2 separate regions of the Capsicum annuum genome follow, and region 1 is linked to region 2. The links are chromatin contacts, called in public Hi-C maps. All regions are on one chromosome and are shown on one strand. Each heading gives the region's core, a stretch centred on a gene start, on an enhancer-like site or on the middle of the called end of the contact. The rest is flanking DNA. Distances are from core to core; before and after follow the strand shown.

Region 1 (6,821 bases), core at 1,551-4,050, 390 kb before region 2:
GGACGCTTGTAAGTGGTCAAGAAATTCATTTTAGTGTCGGCAACAGTTGGCAAATCTGTAAACAATTCAATATAACACACTGTATCATTACCTTATAAACTAAACACTTGAAAAATCAAGAAGATGGAACGGAATAAGTAACCAGAATGAAATTAGACTAAAGAAAATGTAAATACAGAAAGTGGATAGTTGAAAGAATGCAGACAGAAATATTAAGCCAGAGACGGCTTCATTTCTCTGCTGGTTTAGTACTCGATGTTTTTTCCTTTGACAAGTTAATTCAATCTTCATTAGCAAGAAATAGTACTCCCTCTGATCCATCTTATATGGAGTCATTAGTATGAACATGGAGTTCTTTTTTTTTTGGTTTCCATCCAGTGTACGGTACCCACATTGGAGCCCGACTAATCCGGATTCGCACCGGGTAGCCATTAGGGGTAGCGCTCCCTACCGAAAATTTTTCCATGCCCAAGGCTCGAACCCAAGACCTTTGGTTAAGGGAAGAGCAACCTCATTCACTACACCACATCCTTTGGTGGTATGAACATGGAGTTTGATATGTTAATTTGACTAGTATATATATTAAATTCTAGGAATAGTTTAATGCCTTTAAATTTGTACAAGTTCTAAAAGTTGTATAGAAATGGAATAGTGTAAAACATTTTGGAATGTCTGGTGTCCATTTGACCATGGATAATTTTCAAAATTCCGGAAAACTATTTGGACATACAATTGTTACAATTAATTTTCCGGAATCCAACTTGAAGTTTCTGAAATTCAAAAAGCTCCAAAGAGCCTGTTTTCACAATTTTCACTCCAAATGCTCACAAAAATTCAAAAACAATTCCAATTTGTGTTTATGTCTAAACACAGCTCCAATTTCCAAATACCATTTTCAACTTGAAAACAAGTACTTTTTCCAAATTTCACAACTTTTATATCCAAACACCCACCTGGTGTTATATAAAGCAGAATGTAGTGACTATATAACATTAACATATCCTTAACACTTCAAATCACATGGAAGTAATTTCAACTAGAAAACATCGGCATTTCACTATATCTAAATCCAAATTCAACCATTATGCATTTCATATCAAAAGCTAAAAGATAAAGACTAAACATACTCGTATTTGAAAGAAGTTAGTTAAGCAATTGTAACATTATAAATACACCTCCACACAATCATGCAATTAGCTACAGTGACTTGCTAAGTAACTAAACCAAAACAGAAAATCAGATGAAAAATAGCTATTGTGTATAGTACTCCCTCCGTTCCAAAATACTTGTCACAGTTTCCTTTTTGAGTTTCAAACATATGAACTTTTAACCGATAAATTAAGATGAATATGAGAAAGAAATGCAATTATACTACTTTTCGTATAGTTTCTCAATATCTAAATTTTAATATTAAAATATTGAATTAATAAATTTGGCAGTGTTCAATATTTTTGGTGAATGTCATACCTATGTTATTTTATCATATTTTTCTATATATACTGTCCTTTGTCTTGAGTCGGGGGTCTATCAGAAACAGCCTCTCTACTTCTTTAGAGGCAGTGGTATGGACTGCGTACCCTCCCCAGACCCCATGATGTGGAATATACTGGGTTTGTTGTTGTTGTTGTTGAATTAATCTAATTTAATTTAGCTTTAAAAATTAGTTCAATGTGCTCTCCAGAAGCAAAATATAACCACTATGTTTGAACCGAGTGATTTTTTTTAATTTTTTTTTTCTATTTCAAATACGAAGCAATAAATCAGGAACTTGCTTGCGGCTGTACTGGACAGGCAATTATACTACATTCCGTATAATTTTTCAGTATCTAAATTTTAATCTTCAAAATATTGCATTAATCTAAACTAATTTAGCTTTAATAATTAGTTAAATTGACTCTCGAGAAACTAAACATGACAACTAGTTCAGAATGGAGTCAGTATTTTTTCTTTTTTTGTCGATTTCAAATTCAACGCACTGAATCGACAACTTTCCCGCGGCTGAACTGGACATGAAATCAGAAATTATACTACTTTCCGTATAGTTTCTCTGTATCTAAATTTTAACATTAAAATATTGAATTAATTTAATCTAATTTAGCTTTAGAAATCAGTTCAATCTACTCTCGAGAAGCAAAATATAACAACTACGTTTAAACAGAGTGAGTTATTTTATTTTTTGTCGATCTCAAATTCGAAGCGCTGGATGGAGATATGAAAGTAGAACTTGCCTGCAGCTGAACTGGCCACGCAATGAACAACAAAGCGAGAAGTGGAATTGGAAGATCGAGCATTGATTGAATCAAAGGAGAAATTGGAACGGAACCTAAATGTATCAATTGAACGAGACGATGATATAGTGGATTTCCGTTCCGCTGATTGAGCAATTGCCGAGAAAGATACTGAAGTAACTGCCGCCGCCATTTTTCTACAGCAAAAGGTGAAGAAGAAAACGCAGAACTAGAGAATACAATGTAGTGTGTATTTTGGTTTAGAGAATGGAGTTGTTTTCCATTTCAGTTTTTTGTGTGTTGAAAATGAAGCAAGGAAAAAAAAAAATGGAGGGTGAGGTTTGGATTTGAGGGCTTATCCAATGTTTTAAGGATTTTTCCTTTTATTAAAAAGAAATATTTCATGAGAGGGGACGAATAAGAGAATAACACGTGCACTGAATGGATGCATTCTGTACTACAACATTTTTGTGGTTATGAACGATTGTAGTAACTCATAAGCTAGGCCAATTGGTGAAGCAGCAACAGGTGGTATTTCCTAATCGGAAATCAATTTGTGTTGTCAATCTTTTTTGACAAAATGATCTTATGGAACCTGTAATATATTAATTTTGTAAGTTGAACACTTTTATTTATATTTTTGTTATTTGAACCCATTAAAAAGCAATTTTTTAAACACAATTTCTAATATGGCATCTTATGTGGCTGAGACCACATAGGAGCGTGTGTTTTACACTCTACTCGCGCGTCAACCAATTAATAAAAGGCCCCAATGGTCAAAAAGTGCACTATAAATGCTACCTAAATACTCCTTCTTCCTCATTTCTTCCAACAACTTTATTTGTATCCTTTCTTCTACATTTTTTCTCTCTCCAAGTTCTTGTGCTTTAATTTTTTTTTTCCTGCTATGCTTGTAATAGTGGAAATTTAATTTTTTATGTAATTTTTTGCAACACTATGACAGTTCGAATTTGTTACTGTGGACTTTACGCGAAATTTAAGATGTCAAGAACACCAACCAATTCCAGAAGAATGTTTTGGGGCTGTCAAAAATATTAGGTTGGTACTGATTGTGGATTCTTTCGATGGGCCGATGAAAATGAACAATATAAAGGTAGACATCAAAGGCAATGAAGACAACAAGGACTGGGAAGATATGAAAGGCACGGAAGACTTGAAAGACCAAGCATTAATATTGATATCATTGTTATCATTATTGTTGTCATCTGATTTCTATCTATTGTATTATTTAAGATGACTTGATCTATGTAGTTGGTATATACAATGAAATGAAATTAAAATTTAATAACAAACACCATTGCCAACATAGAAATGTGCAATATATAATGTCTTAACAAGAGTTGACATGAAAATGCTTGTCTTAACAACATCTTAAATGAAAAATGAACCATGTCTTAAAAAATTATCTTAACAACACTTGGGATCAATACAGAAAGAGAATGACACTAATGTGTTCCTTGAGTGCTTGTTGTGGACTGATTCTTGCTGGCTTGAGTGCTTGATGTGGCTTGAGTGGTTGTAGATGATTTTGCCTTTGATCTCTTGTTACTCTGTTGTTGTAGCTGTCTTTGAGTTACTGCAGTTCCACCTTTCCACCTTAGTCCATTTGGTTTGAAACCCAAGTTAATATTGGTTAGAACTGAACTAATAAGTGTTGGATTATGCAATACTCTATCAGTATTTCCAGACTGTAAAAATAAAAAAAAATAAGTTATTCATGCACTAATTAAAATCAGTTAAATGTAAAGTACATTATATGAAACTTACCCTCTCTACCACACTGTCACTTAGTCCAAACAGCACACCAAAACCTGCTTCTTTTGCCTTGGTCGTTTATATGCCAGATCTGCACCACTTCTCAAGTTGTACTAGTCTTTCTCTTTTGGACACCAATACCACTAGTACACTGTTGAGTTGTAGATTGTGTAGCAGTAGCACCCACTGTTGTTGGTGTGAGCATTTGCAGGCCTTCCTGAACATCTTGGTGCACTGTGAGCATTTGAAGGCCTTCCTGCGGGCCTTCTGTTGCTTGATTTAGCATTTACAGGCATCTCTTCAGTAGCTGTTGAAGCATTTGCATCTTTCACAGCAGCAACAACTGCAGTACTAGTGCTGGCTTGCACACTTGGTTAACTGCCACAGCTACTACTGAAATCTTTTTTCTACAAAAAATATGAAAAGGTCAAAAACACATTCAAAAGGAGTAAAATTCATCAATAAGAAAAGATTTAGCTTACCAAAGTTAGACATTCTTTCTTGTTGTGTCCAATACACTGGCACACAGAACATGTCATCTTTTTCCCTTTCTTGTAACCTTTTCAAACTTCTTCTTAACAGCTGCATCCTTAGCTTTCTTTCTATTTTTACCTGGCCTTCATGGCATGGGAGTAATCTCAGGTGTCTCAATTGGTGGTCTTGTGCTTCTTGCCCACATGTTAATACTTATCATTGGTTGAATATACTTATCATATGCCTTTAGTTATGTTTCCCTTTGATACCAGTGATCAACAAATGACTCCACATTCCATCCTTTGTAATGCATTGCAGCAATTGCATGTGCACAAGGAATTCTCTTTAGTTGTCATGACCTACAACTACATTTCTTCCTCTTCACATTAACAACATGTGTATAAGGTGGATCACCAATCTCAAAACTCATATCACCATTAAACCTCACCTCACAGTTGGCTCCATATTCACCATTCTCTGCAAGAACTTTCATAGCCATTGGTGATACATTAGTGATCCATTTTTCAGAAAAATCTCTCATTTGATTCATTCTTTCCATGACTTTGCATCTTATTTCCTCCAACATGGTGATAATTGTCTTGAACCTAGCAGATAAAATACAACTATTGAAAGTCTCACACATGTTGTTCTCAACCACATCATACCTGCTATGTTTCATAAAAAAGGCCCTATACAATGCCTCTTTGTTGTACTTGAGCAAATCTTCCACAATTTCAACACCCAACTCACTTAGTTCATTAAGTTTCTTTTGCAAGTACACTTCAAATGGGACCCTTGCAACCTGCCAGACTTTTTTGCTCCACTCCTCACCACTCCAAACCTACTTTCAGCCAGCCCATATATGTCTAGCACCCATCTATGCCCAGTATTTGGCAGTGTATTAGTAAGTGCCAAATGAAGACCCTATCAAAATATGTAAAACAGTAGTTAAACATTAAAGACATCATTGCAGCAAACTAATAAATAACTGAAAAATATGACCATATGAAGAGTCATACCTTCTGCATATCAGATATTACTGTCAAGTCTTCACCCCCATTTTCTTCAAGTTCCAAATCATGGCTGATGCACCTAAGAAACCATGACCATGTGTCTTTAGTTTTTTTTATCAACCACAGCCCATGCTACAGGGTACATTTGATTATTTCCATCTTTGGAAATGCAAGACAACAAGATACCTTTACATACACCCTTGAGAAAGGCACCATCTAAACTAATTATTCTTCTGCAGCCCTCTTTCCATCCATTTTTTAAGGCCTCAAGACAAATGTAAATGCTCATAAATACCTCTTTTTCTGGAATTGCATTCTTGGATGTCCTAATAGATACAGTGGTACCAGGATTGGTGGTCCTCAACTGTTTAGCATAGTCATACAACCTAGAAAACTCTTCAACAAAATCACTAAAATGTTCATTCATAATTCTGATTTTTGCCTTTCTACAGGTTGCTTTACTAACATACAGCCCATAGTCCTTTCTTAAAAGTGCTTGAATCTGATGCAATTTTATTGATGGATCACTCATAATCCTATCCTTGTAATGCTTACTAATCCACAAAGGGTTGCACATCTTATTTCTTATCCTTTTACAACATTTGTGTACAGGGAAGTAAGTTTTCACAGTAAAAAATCTTGTGTTATCAACACTTCCAAGAATAACCCAAGGACAACCCTTACGCTTACACTTTGCCCTTACCCTTTCCTTCTCATTAGGTTTCAACTTAAGGTTCACACCTTTTTGAATAGAGTAACTCTGCAATGCCTCTCTAAATTCAATAACATTCAAAAAAACCATATACAACTGAAAACATACCTTCTTTGCAGTTTTATCAAAGTAGATCTTGCTAAAAGAAGTTCTAGATAGTGGATCTACCACTTCATCATCAACAACAGGATCTCCTTCCTCTTCATCACTAATGTCACTACCCAAATCTGAACCATCAAAATAAGGGTCATCCCCACCTAGTTTACCTTCATATCTAACCCCTTTGTTCTTACAAATATCCTCAAAACCTGCATCTATACCTAGTGGTCCAGATGGTATCTCGTCTAGATTTACCCTATCAGTCTTTTCTTTTGCTTGTTTTTTAATGCTATCCCTCCTAACTCGAAGCAACTCTTCATCAAAATCACTCAACTCTTCAATATTTTCATCAACATTATAAAGTGAATCACCATCAGAATTAGTCCAATCAAAATTTAATTCAGAATCAGATGTTTGGAGATGGTATGTGGAGAAATCATTAAATTGACTTTCACCTAAGTCTTCACAAGAAACCTTAGCTTTTTCTTTTTTTTTTTTGCTCTAGAAGGTTGATTTTCA
Region 2 (6,099 bases), core at 252-2,751:
CAAAAAATGTGAAATTAAATATCTATTAAACGTATCAGTAAAAGAGGGGATATTACAACATGTAAGTTAAACGTACTAGTAAAGAGAGTATATTACAACATATAAGTTAAACGTACTAGCAAAGAGAGTATATTACAACATATAAGTTAAACGTACTAGTAACTCATGCAAATCACTCTATTGTCACATGAAAAGAAATGAACAAAAAAAAAAATATGTAAAAGGAAAAGAAGACTCTCTATCTATCAATACTTGTTTATTACGTATTAAATTAATAAATTTTTTAAAAATAATATAAATAATAAAAGTAATTTTACTATGTCAAAAGTAATACCCCTCTATTTCAATAAGAATAACCTACTTTGACTTGACATAAAGTTTAAGAAAATAAATGAGATTTTTGAATCTTGTGACCTTATTAAAGTTATATCAAATGTACCAAAATGTGCTTTAATCTTGTGGTCCTAATCATGCCATGTGGAGATTTGATATTAAAGTATTACAAAAAAAAAAAATCATTCTTTTTTAAATGGACTAAAAAAAAAAGTAAATCATTCTTTTTTAAATGGGGGGAGTAATAAATAAGGAATAATATTTGATACCAAAGTAAGATTGGGAGGATTAAATTTTTTCCAACTTTTCTCTATTGACATTAATTATTTTAAAATTAAGATGCACGTAAATGGACAAAAAATAAAGAATTAACAAGAAATATGTTACTCCATTCGTTTTAAAATAATTGACCCTTGTTAACTTGACACTTCTCTTACAAAAATTTATTAGGGTATATTTTACCAAATTAGTCTTATTAATTATGATTTGAAAATATAATAAAGCGTCAAAAACACACCTAAACTATCCTCTTTTTTTGAGTTTCATACCTAAACTATCGAGGGTATGAGAAACACACTTAAAATATCACTGGTTAATTTGAGAAACACACCTTAAAATAAATAAAAATTAATCAAAATATTTTAAAATGAAAACAAATAATGTGTTAGCAATTAAGAATAAAAATATGTTATGTGGACTATTTTTAATGACTAGATACATATAAAGAGTTTGTAAGAAAATATTTGGTGTAATCAGCTTTTAGGTGTGTTTCTTGAATTAAAGTGATAGTTATGTGTGTTTTTCAAACTAAAAGTGATAGTTTAGGTGTGTTTCTCAAATTAAAGGTGATAGGTGTGTTTCTCACAATTCCATTAGTAGGCGTGGATTTGATACTTTATTCTTAAAAATAAAAATTTGAATATATACATTTTATTTAGTCATTTAATTATACAGGTAGTACTGAGAGAACATAATAATATTTCCTTGATTTTATAAAAGACAACTAAATTAAAATAAATAGTTTTAGAAAGAATGCTATTAAAATAGTGGGAGTAATTGAATTATACTCTTATAATCTTATCCAACTCCAATTCTAACTCCAACTTTAAAAAATTATGATTTTCGTGCTGAGACGGCGCCTTAGTATTTAAGACAACTTTTAATTTGAAGAGAACCAATGCAACAACAGCAATAACTGTTGTCACACTCCCCATACACATTATGACAGCAACCCATCATTCCCACGCTATGTAACTCGCATCCTATGCCCCCTCGCACCCCCACCCCTCCACCCCACTCACCCCCACCCCTAAATGCTATAGCAAAAATTTTGGTGCTAGTAGTAATAATAATAAACCAAACTGCCTAACACAGCAAGAACAACAACAAACAATGGCACTTGGTAATGAAAAATCTGTAGATGGAAAAATTTGGGGACTATGTAAACTTCCATTTTGGCATTCAAACAGCAGTTCAGTGGCTGCTACTTCTTCTTCTGTTGCTTCTTCTTCATCATCTTTTAGGCAGCAGCAACAACAACAGTTTCAGCATCAGAACCATAATGGCATTTCTGTGGATCATCATTCTAATATTCATGCTTCACTTAAAGTTTCTTCTGTTGCAAAATCATTTCTTCCAACGCGTCGTAAGCTCAGTCTTGATCCACCAAACAAGCTTTACTTTCCATGTATGTTCATCATTTTCGCTATTCTTGTTAAATTTTCTGGCTATATCTAATTGTTTGTCATGAATTAGACCATACCCGCAACTGATGTGGCATCTTTTTTGAGTTTTCTTTTGCATAATGGGTTGATTTCTCATCACATAGGTAATTTGATCAGTTATTTTGCTACTTGCTCAGTCTCAATTTAGTTGTCTTACCTTTGTTTAGTTTGTTTTAAATAAAGAATGACTTTTCCTATCTTTGGTAACTTTCTAATTCCGACATTCTATATGACTTGTTTAAGATCAGAATATTCAAATAGTATTTTAGTACATCACACATATTTCTAGTTTAAGTTTAAGATAACAAGATTTAAAAGTTTTCCTTATTTTCTTAAATTACATAACTAGTCAAACTAAGACACTAAAATTGAAACTGAAGGAGTTCTTTTCTGTTGCTAATATGTCTTAATTTGGATTTAATAGAAAGAAAGTTTGCTACATTACTTTTATGTTTACTGAAAAGGAATGTTGATTTTTGATTCTAGTAAGTTATATATTTTACTTTGTAGCTACTTCACCAGGAGTATTATTATGTTACATAAACTTAATGGACCAATATTAACTAAACCAGAATTTTGTTTTCTATTCTATGTTTTGGATGAAAATTGACTATTTAGCAGTAATAATAATTCTTATGTCTAATTAAGGGTTGTCTTTCTATTTTTTTTTAAAATTATTTATTGGATTATGCTTATTCTATTCTTATCCCTTTTTGTAGATGAGCCTGGTAAACAAGTCAAGAGTGCTATTAGAATCAAGAACATTAGCAAGAATCCTGTAGCCTTCAAGGTACATTACACTAGCCTCATTATATGGTCCTGTTATTTTCTTGTTTTGGTGGTTTGATGCTTTATGTTTTCTGATGTGAAATGTGCTTAGTACCTAATACTCATGATGTCAATTTCATAATCTCCATAATTAGTGCAACAACTCACTTTAATTCTCCACTAGGCCAACTTTCTCTGAGTTGGTAATAAAGCAACTTTTTTTTGGTTAATTTATAGTAATTCTGGATATTGAAGATTAAAATGATGATGATGAAGTGTGGTTAGTGGGAAATGTTCATTATTTGCTAGATCTACATCACTATGGAAAGTAAATTTGGATCTTCCAGATAGCCAATTTGTCAAGTTTGTCATTTGTAACTAATACTATTTCACGATACTCGTCTTCTGCATCACTGTTCATACAATAATAACTATGTCTCAATCCCAAACAAGTTGGGGCATCATTGTTCGTAATCGAGCCTACATAAATTTTTGACTAGTGACCATAGGTCTTAACAGCCAATTATTATGTGTGAGTTAATGGTGAAATTGATATGTTTAACTAGCATCATTCTGTGTATTAATTTGATAGTGTATCCAAACCAAACTGACCATTTTTGAATTAATACAAGATAGTTGCTTTGTTACAGAAATTTCTCCATTTTTTGTTACACTAATAACTATCAAAGTTCAGAATACAAACACAGTAGCCTTGTTCTATTATATCTAAAATTGATTCTGTATCATTTAGAATTCCTCTTTACACCAAAAGTAAAGTAACAATCAACAATTCATCTTAATCTTCTGAATAGAGCTACATATCTATCTTTAAAACATCTTGTATTCCTTTCCTTTCAAATAAACATTGTATATTTGCAGGAGTCGTTTTCCACCTATTCGTCTGTCTAACAATTTTGCGCGAGCCATTTCAGCATTCCAGCAGCTCTGTATTCAGCTTGACATTGTCCAGTGAATTCCTTTCATATTCAAACATAGTTGCCTGAGATCATCAGTAATTTCACATTGCAAAATAACATGACTACTTTTTCTTTAGCTAATAGCCAAACAAAACAAACCATCTGACAAGGAATTTTTACTTTCTATTTGTGTTTCCAAGGCCAAAGATTAACTTGTTGACCAACATAAATCAGTGCAAAATGGGAAGATTTTACTGTCGTTTCTGTTGCAAGATGTTTTCCGTATTTGTAACGTTTATCAGCTTAATATTGTAGCATTTCAGATATTTTTTCTAATTTTATCATTGTGGTCAGCTTACTATTGCTATCCAGACACACTTCCTAATTTTACTTCGTTGTGCTTTCTCAGTTTCAAACTACGGGGCCAAAGAGTTGTTACATGCGGCCTCCAGGTGGTATTCTTGCTCCTGATGAAAGCATCATTGCAACAGGTAACGCTCCTCTTGGCATTTCATGTCCATTTGTGTGATGTTACTTGAGAATAGCTGCTTATTGCTGTTTTAGTATGCTAATGACACACCTAATTAACAGTTTTCAAATTCGTCGAGCCACCTGATAATAACGAGAAACAAGTTGGCAAGAAGAGCAGGGTCAAGTTCAAAGTCATGAGCTTAAAAGTAAAAGAGGATGTTGATTATGTGCCAGAGCTGGTAAGTGCTAAATAATGGTTTTGCTTGTCCATGGATTAACAGATGTATTCTCTCATGAAAGTGAACAACCTGCTTAAATTCAATGTTGGCCTTTAGAAACTTTATTTTATTCATCCTAGTACTCCATATAACTTTTTTGGAATAGATATCTGCGATCTTCTTGAATTTTTTAGCTGGACCGGAAAGTAAGTATCCTATATATTTGATCTATAAAGCATAAATCCAAAAAAAAAAAGAAGGAAAAATAAAAAGAGAATCAATCATATGTGTGATGGAAATGTAGGATACTTGAAACAATATTTAGAATAACAAACAGATTGCGCCTTGATCCGTTTGATGCTCAAGTCCTTAGATCAAAACCTTTTCATGGTCATACTAGAAGTGACACATTTCTTGTTTACGCTGTGATTAGTTTTCCTCTAAAGCTTACTTAGAATAGCATCAAGTCATTGATCTTGATTCTTTTATATTTCCTGTTGTTTCGCTCTGGTCTTTGCTTTGTTACCATGTTATTTGTTGTTGTTACTGTTCCTTTTCTCCTTTATTTTTAGCATGGCCTCTCCATACTTGATTTTGATATGTTTTACTTGAGCCGAGTGTCTATCAGAAACAACCTCTCTACCTTAACATGGTAGAGGTAAGGCTGCATATACACCATCCTCCCCATACCGTACTTGTGGGATTACACTGGGTATGTTGTTGTCATTGATCTTGCTTCCACTGAACAGTGCTTCTTAGTCAACAACTCTTCACCTTCTAAGGTGCTGCCATTTAACATGAGTATTTTCTCATATATTTTGAAGTTAATTAAAACATGCTATAGCTACGGTTTTCCCTCCACAATAACTATGCAATGTATAGATGAAAGTAAGAATTTCACCACTAATAAAGAGAATTATAGTGGCCTACCATAATATGAACTTCGATCCCAAAAGAGTATACATACTTTTCATTCTTATTTAAGAAAATACATTACATATTTATAGTACATTCCGAGAAGTTTCTGATGCCTCTGTCTTCTCAAATTTGAATGTTGTTTCTGGTCTTTAAAAAATGTCATCAGAGGTTGGTAGGATTTGCATTGGTCGCCTCAAAACTCTGTTCATATGAACATGTTTTGTGTCCCCTTTAGATCAGTTCCGCAAATCAACTCAGAAGCATGCTAATTAGTTTAATAACTGGATCATTTGATCTACATCAGCTGATTTTTGGTATGCATTGAAAACATGTCATGTTTGCCGCGGTGTGTAGATATCCTCCGAGCAAGATGAGAACACCAATATAAGTAGTTTCAAATGTTAACATCTCACACCAGCAAACCCATAGAGCATCAAAATTTAAGTTGTGCCAAATGTAACAGAAACAACATACATGGTGTAATCCCGTATGAAAAGCAACCTATCCTTGAAGGGAAATCTACCTTGGCTTTCTTTATTTGTATACTTCTTTCTGTTGTATACTTTTCTTTCAATAGCTTTACCAATCAAAAAAGGAATAAGTCTTTCTAGTGTATTTGAAACATGTAAATCGTGCACTTCAAGTTCCAATTCTACTTTTGATTCTGCAATCACAAGTATTCTTGATGTACTTTTGCATTTCAATATTTTCTATATGATGGTTAAAATCTTATAATCCTCCTTAGTTCTA

Evidence for each region. A called contact is a pair of places that touch in the nucleus more often than the background predicts.
Region 1: a contact with region 2 is called in a Hi-C map of placenta, with 3 times the contacts expected there. The contact joins the promoter of LOC107856791 here to the promoter of LOC107856801 in region 2. A contact is called at or near these places in 2 of 5 Hi-C or Micro-C datasets (leaf and placenta).

Annotation. Positions count from the first base shown.
Region 1 is chr7:201,440,185-201,447,005 of UCD10Xv1.1, reverse strand. LOC107856791 (protein THYLAKOID FORMATION1, chloroplastic) reads right to left here and starts at 2,800. Exons shown (of 5, transcript XM_047415355.1): 1 at 2,229-2,800; 2 at 1-55. The coding sequence starts at 2,421.
Region 2 is chr7:201,051,962-201,058,060 of UCD10Xv1.1, reverse strand. LOC107856801 (vesicle-associated protein 4-2) reads left to right here and starts at 1,501. Exons shown (of 7, transcript XM_016701773.2): 1 at 1,501-2,020; 2 at 2,777-2,847; 3 at 4,152-4,233; 4 at 4,334-4,452. The coding sequence starts at 1,726.